Regions from separate parts of the Mus musculus genome. Here region 1 is linked to region 2. The links are chromatin contacts, called in public HiChIP or PLAC-seq maps. All regions are on one chromosome and are shown on one strand. Each heading gives the region's core, a stretch centred on a gene start, on an enhancer-like site or on the middle of the called end of the contact. The rest is flanking DNA. Distances are from core to core; before and after follow the strand shown. Region 1 overlaps Ube2h (ubiquitin-conjugating enzyme E2H). Region 2 overlaps Tspan33 (tetraspanin 33).

Region 1 (3,087 bases), core at 140-2,639, 550 kb before region 2:
AAATACTGTGTTTTCCAATCAGTTATAGGGGGTGGGCTGTTGAGGCGTGATCTCTCTGAATAGCCTTGGATGTCCTGGAACTCACTGTGTAGACCCAGATGGCCTTAAACTCAGAGATATGCCTGCCTCTGCCTCTCAAGTGCTGAGATTAAATATGTGTACCACTGTGCTTGGCCTTGTGTTTCCCAACTTTGAAAGTTTGCACTCTAAAACTTCAATTTTATATGGAAGTATACTTGGTTTATATTGAGTAATTTTAAAAAATTATTTGTGGGGTCGGTGGTGCGCGTGCCCCTATAGCAAAAGGACAGAGAACAACATTGTGAAGTTGGGTCTTTCTCTCCACCCTTATGGAATCCAGGGCTTGAATGAATGCAGGTAGCCACAGGCAAGCATTTATTCCACAGTCTGTACTCTTCTTCATGCTCCTGTTGTAGCAGCCTCACAGTGGAGGACTCTCTGTGCCTTGTTTGCTTCCTTCCAGTCTTCTGCTTTTTGCTACCAGGGCAATACTGTTTTGGGTCTGTGTCTGTGTCTGTCTGTCTGTCTCTCTCCTCCCTCCCTCTCTCCCTCCCTGCCTCTTCCTGCTTTTAAAGCTTTGAATTTATGGGCATTGCAAAGATTAAATATATATGCCACCACACTGGGGTTCGTTTTCTCTCTCTTGTTCTCTCTCTCTCTCTCTCTCTCTCTCTCTTCTCCTTCCTTCCTTCCTTTCTTCCTTCCTTCCTTCCCTCCCCTCCCTCCTCTCCTTCCCCTCCCTTCCCCTTCCCCTTCCCCCCTCCCTTTCTTTCCTTGACAATTCTGCTATGTAGGCCAGATTAACCTAGAACCTGGTGTGATTCCAGGCTGGTGTCAAACTCACTGAAACATTCTTGTGTCTTGTCTCCTCAGAGCTGGGGTTAGAGGCTTGCACCAGCACACCTAGCTTGGAGCTACTCTTTATACAAGGCTTATCTATCAGCTTCTCCCCAGAATTCATTTTCCTCCCAAACAAAGATAAGCTTGTCTTCCTCTGTACTGGAATCAGAGGTGAGTCAGATGCTTTTCTGAGGGTGCCTAGGGATCTGGTCTTCTTGTTTCCAGACTGAGCATCTTCCCAGCCCTGTATACCCTACCCTCCTTTTTGAGACAGGGTCTCGTGTAGCCCAGACTGCTCTTGAAGATGACCTTGAACTCCTGCTGCCTTCACTTCCCACATATTGGGATCCAAGGCATGCCACTACCAAGTCATGCAAGTGCCACAGTTATTTTTGTACGCAGATCGGTCTTCCCCTTTTCAAGTCATTTGCCCCCTGACCTTTTCTCCCTGTGCCATGTATTACATAGCTCTGATCTTTCTTCCTTTGTCTTCCCATCTGAAAGAGAAGGGCTTCATTTGCATAGAGGTTCCAGTGATAGAGGGAGGCATTAGTGTCTCAGTTCAGAACTCTGAGTACATTGGTTTTCTAGCAGAGAGAGTGATGTGGGTGAGGATTAATATCTCAGATTGAGAAAGTGCATGCCAGATACATGCCAGCGTCAGTTTACATTGACCTTTGTTACGGGGAATTATATTCTGAGTTCTAAAGAAGGGACTTCACTTTTGAAATAAACTTGTTGGGGAAGGACTGGGGGACTCTGACCTCTGTAGCCCACACCTCAGGAGTGCTCTAATGGAGACTTTGCCTGACTGTGGGCTGGAAAGAGGGCATGCCCTGCCCTCCTCAGGAGGCAGCTGAGCCAGAGGCAGTCCAGTAGTTCTTTTGTATTTGGAAATACTCCTTGGTTTGGAGACTGGGCTTGTGCAGATACTTAAGCGGGTGCCTCCAACAAACAAACGTGATTATTCTTCAGCGATTACGCCGTAATCTGCATAACAAGAGAACTATTTTACTTTAGAAATGTTGAAGCTGTTAAGGCAGAGTTGATCTTTTCAGAGCAGGGTTCCTACAGAAAACCTTCTGACTCTACTGTGGTGCAGCTGGCGTGAAAGGCGAACGAACATTCCTGTAATAGGCTCTTGTAATTTCCTTTTAGTTTTTGTTTTCGAGACAGGTTCTATGTAGTCCTGGCTATTCTGGAACCCCATGGGTAAACCAGGCTGGCTTTGAACTTAGAACCACCTGCCGCTGTCTCCCCTAGTATTGGAATTAAAGGTATGTGCCACCATGCCCAGCCTTGCAATTTACTTTTAATGCAGAGAAAGTAGGAATTTTTGGACATAATCATCTCTGGTTGGTATTCTAGAAAAATGATACAACAGCTGGATTGAAAGACATAAAGGTTTTCTTCTTATTCAATGACTTTTTCTCCCTTTCTTTCTTTTTCCAAGACTGGAGTCTCTCTGCATTATCCCACTGGACTAGAACTCGCTATTTAGACCAGGCTGCCCTGGACAGAGATCTGTCTCTTGAGTACTGGGATTAAAGACATATTACCACCCTTCTGTAATTCTGAGAACTATAAAATAAGTTTTTACATCTTAGGCTTAAAAAAATTTTTAAGTATTTTATGTGTAAGGGTGTTTTGCCTGTGTGGGTTTGTCTAAGTGTCACTTGAGTGCCTAGTGCCCTGAAAGGCCAGAAGTTGGCATTTGTATCCCTTAGGACTGAAGTTAGGGATTGTTGTGGGCTACCCTGTGGATGCTAGGAATTGAAGCAGGGTCCTCTGGAAGAACAGTTTGTGCTATGTACCCCTGAGCCATCTCTCCAGCCCCCATCTCACAGTGTTTAGACTATCATCTACTGATGGTAAAAGAATGCTCTGGAGCTAGAAGAAAATATCAAAGGACATTTTCATTTAGTGCCGTCTTCATGGCAGACTTTGTGCAGTAGTAACACGGACTGTGTGTAAATGATGACCACCTGCCCTGGAGCAAGCGAAACCGTGGTTTGTAGTGGTTTCTAAGGTGTAAATACTGTACTGAAGCAAGCCTGTCTACATTGTGAGATCTATCGGGAAGAAATGGATATAGTCATCTGATTTGGATTAACCTCAAATGATTCTTTTCTTCCTTCCCCTTGTGTGTATATTTGTAGACAGACACACACACATAAACCCCCTCCCAACCTCCCACTGTGCCACAGTGTGCACGAGGTGGTCAGA
Region 2 (2,970 bases), core at 31-2,530:
TCCCCCCAAAGTGTCTGGTCCTCACCACATTTGGATTCTGGCTCTGCCAGGCTCATTTAGGACTGCTCTTTTCCAGAATGCTACAATAACAGATGTGTGCTCCTTACAAACACTAACTTTTTGGTAATTTGTCGAAAAAGAAAAAAGATAGGAGGCAGAGAGAGAGAGAGAGAGAGAGAGAGAGAAGAAAGGATGGATCGAGGGAGGGATGAGGGGGGAGGGACAAGGGGAAGGAGGAGGAGGGGAGGAAGAGGAGGAAGATGAAGAAACCACTTGTTTAATTACAGGATGTGAACTGGTGGCACTTTTCTTGCCATGCCACCTGGCCAGGTTTCCAAGACTTCTGACTTCATAGCTTGATTTCAGCCGTGAGTGAAACATCTCCATTGGATTCTCACTCACCTCGGGTTTTTTCAGTTCTTACTTTTTATTTAATCAGCTGTTCTAAAATACTAATGGTAAGTTCTCCTGAAGTGACTAGGACTACATAGAAATTTAGCAGAGAGAAAAAGAAATAAACAAGAAGTCCTTTGAACAAGGAGACATTTTCTCTTCTAGCAAGGGGACAAATGTGACGCGGTGGGGGGAGGGGGAGGGAGGTTGTGGGGGAGCACCCACAAACTTGAATTTAGCCAGAATCGTTGAGCTGTGTTTCTGAACATTTATTCACTGAATTTTAAAGTCTGGGGTACTGGCAGAAATTGGAGATCCGTAGTCCAAGTGGAACCCACTCTGGTGAGCTACCCAAAGCCGCAGCTCTGGGGAATACGCACCACCCCAATTCCTAACTCAAGATTCATTCTCTGGTCCTTGTTACTGAAAGAAGGAACCAGAGAAAACGCATGTTTGGGGCACTGTGAGAGAACGGCACCTTACCATGGAAGTGTGCTTCTTTTCTTCCACTCTTCTTTCTCCCTTGGAATAAAAGGTCTTCGCTCTTAATTTTACATTAGTGATTTTATTTCTTCTTTCCGTTGTTTCGAGCTGGGAGCTGAACACTGGCCAGGGCCCCAGGCGCCTGCTAGAAAGGAGCTCTAGCAGGCAGGCGCAGAAGGCTGGCAGAGGAAACCCTGGGGGCGGGAGGCACCCGTTAAGCTTTTGTTTCCTAGAACCTTAAGGATTCTCTTTAAGTCTTCTGGGCCAGGCCAAAGACCCCACTTAATCCAAAGCCCAATGCAGGGATCCTTGAGAAGACGACCGAACACTCTCCCAGGTTCCCAAGTCACATGGTGGGGACCACCCATGTGGTAGAGCCACCCCCGCGCGCCCCGCCCTCGCCTTCGCAAGCCAAGCCGTTCCAGGCGGAGACACACTGCTAAGTGCTTGCTGAGTCCTCCCTAAGGCAGACTGGTTGTTAGTACCCAGTTCCTCCAGTTAAAGATGGAGGACGAGTCAAGCTTTCTTCTTGGTGCCCCTTCACTCTGACGTAGAGTGCTATCCTCTAGTTCCCTGCCCCATCCTAAATGGATTTCAACCCACTGTAATGGGAAAAAAGCAAGCAAGCAAACAAACAACAAATTAAGGTTGGGATTTTTGGATAAGGTAACACCATTCCTACAGATCTGTACCTTGAATCATTCTACCTAATTTAGACCCGGGGGTTCGACCCTAATGTAGGTGGGTCATGCGAGGGAACTGGAGGCTTTGTGCACCTCAGGGGTCTCAAGTCTCTTCCAGAAGGCAGGCCCACAGTTTGGTTGGTCCCTTCTACGTTTCTTCTAGTTGCCCGAATGGAAAATTGATGTAGGACAGCTTAGCCCATGTCAACAAACTTTTATTGCCATTTCTGCCAGATTCCCGATTCTTACACTGTAGAAACACTGAGTTCTGGTGCAGGGGATGCGGGTGGGTGGTGGTGCCACTCCTCTGCCAAGTTAAAGAAAACCCCACTTGCTGGGGCGGGAAGGCCAGACAGAGAGGAATTCAAGGGCATGTATGGCTTAGTCCGGCACGCAGAATTTAGGGACCACGGTTCCAAACATTTTACAGAGCGGGTGAGGATGAATTTGGCTGCTGTTATACCCCTTGCCCTTGCAGCCTTGTTTCCATGGAGACGAGGGAGGAGCAGGATATAGCTCACTCTGACTACCTGGGAGTGCGGCTAGGCAAGCATTTGGTAAACATACCCCCTTCACTCCTATCCCCCATGTGCCCTGCGGTCCCGATCCGACCCCTAGGTTCCCTAGGCTCCCGCTGCTCTGCCCGCTGCACTCCCAGCCTCTCTGGAGGTGGAATTGTGCCAACTGGACTCCTGCAGGGCTGCCAGTATCTGTGCACAGCCAGGACTCCCTGGCAGCAGACTCTGTCCACCTAGCTCAGCAGCAGCCCTAACAGAGCTGTCTGTTGTGCCTCAGTATGCAGCTAGTAATCCTACAGCTTTCTGTGCCGCTGCAGTTTCCACACCTCTGCCCAGAGGAAACTAAAAACACAAACTCAAATGTTCAAGGTTACAAACAGCATGAAATAAACCTCGGACAATGCTGAGGCTAGGATGGGGAGATGAGGCACATCTTTCGGAGACCTGAGCCATCTGTGTCCTGCCTTCTGGAGCTTGCTTCTTTCCACTGGGCCCTCATTTGGGGGCTGGAATCCAAATCTGCACTGGGTGCTCTCAGCACCCTCTGCTGCTGGTCCGTGAGATGCTCGTCGCCATGGTAAGGAGGCGCAGGAAGGATTCTCAGTACCACGGGTCAGCTCGGTGCTGTTGGTTGTAGAGCTGTAGCTTGATCTGATCTTTTATTTGATTCACGAGGACCTGGGATAGCAGGATTCCCACCAGCTGCAAAGGGCAGAAAGGAATCAGGGGGGGACTGTCCTGCTATCCCAGGCTCAGTCCTTCCAACGCAGCAAGCACATCCCTCTCTGGTCCCTCTGCTATGTCAGTACCCCACTGACCCCTGGATGTCTCCACAAATGACAACCTTTGCAGAGTGTGAGACCTACCAGTTGGGCAGGGTAAGTTACCTGGGG

The links. HiChIP or PLAC-seq counts read pairs in DNA pulled down with a chosen protein or histone mark.
Region 1: an H3K27ac HiChIP or PLAC-seq map of embryonic stem cells shows a contact between it and region 2, with 3 times the contacts expected there. The contact joins two enhancer-like sites. A contact is called at or near these places in 1 of 484 Hi-C or Micro-C datasets (erythroblasts), 5 of 115 datasets of contacts at active chromatin or transcription factors (the SCID.adh cell line, cardiomyocytes and embryonic stem cells) and 1 of 9 other capture datasets (macrophages).

What each region holds. Positions count from the first base shown.
Region 1 is chr6:30,271,318-30,274,404 of GRCm38.p6, reverse strand. All of the region lies in intron 1 of Ube2h (ubiquitin-conjugating enzyme E2H), which reads left to right. Among named protein-coding and RNA genes, the nearest start is that of Ube2h, 32 kb to the left of the region's middle. Within about 2 kb of position 1,389, at least 17 of the 459 cell types and tissues checked have an H3K27ac peak or open chromatin away from gene starts, as enhancers often do. A contact at or near this core is called in embryonic stem cells, where this site is marked.
Region 2 is chr6:29,717,346-29,720,315 of GRCm38.p6, reverse strand. It overlaps Tspan33 (tetraspanin 33), which reads right to left. Exons shown (of 8, transcript NM_146173.3): 7 at 2,965-2,970; 8 at 1,758-2,779. The coding sequence ends at 2,678. Among named protein-coding and RNA genes, the nearest start is that of Smo, 17 kb to the left of the region's middle. Within about 2 kb of position 1,280, at least 142 of the 459 cell types and tissues checked have an H3K27ac peak or open chromatin away from gene starts, as enhancers often do. A contact at or near this core is called in embryonic stem cells, where this site is marked.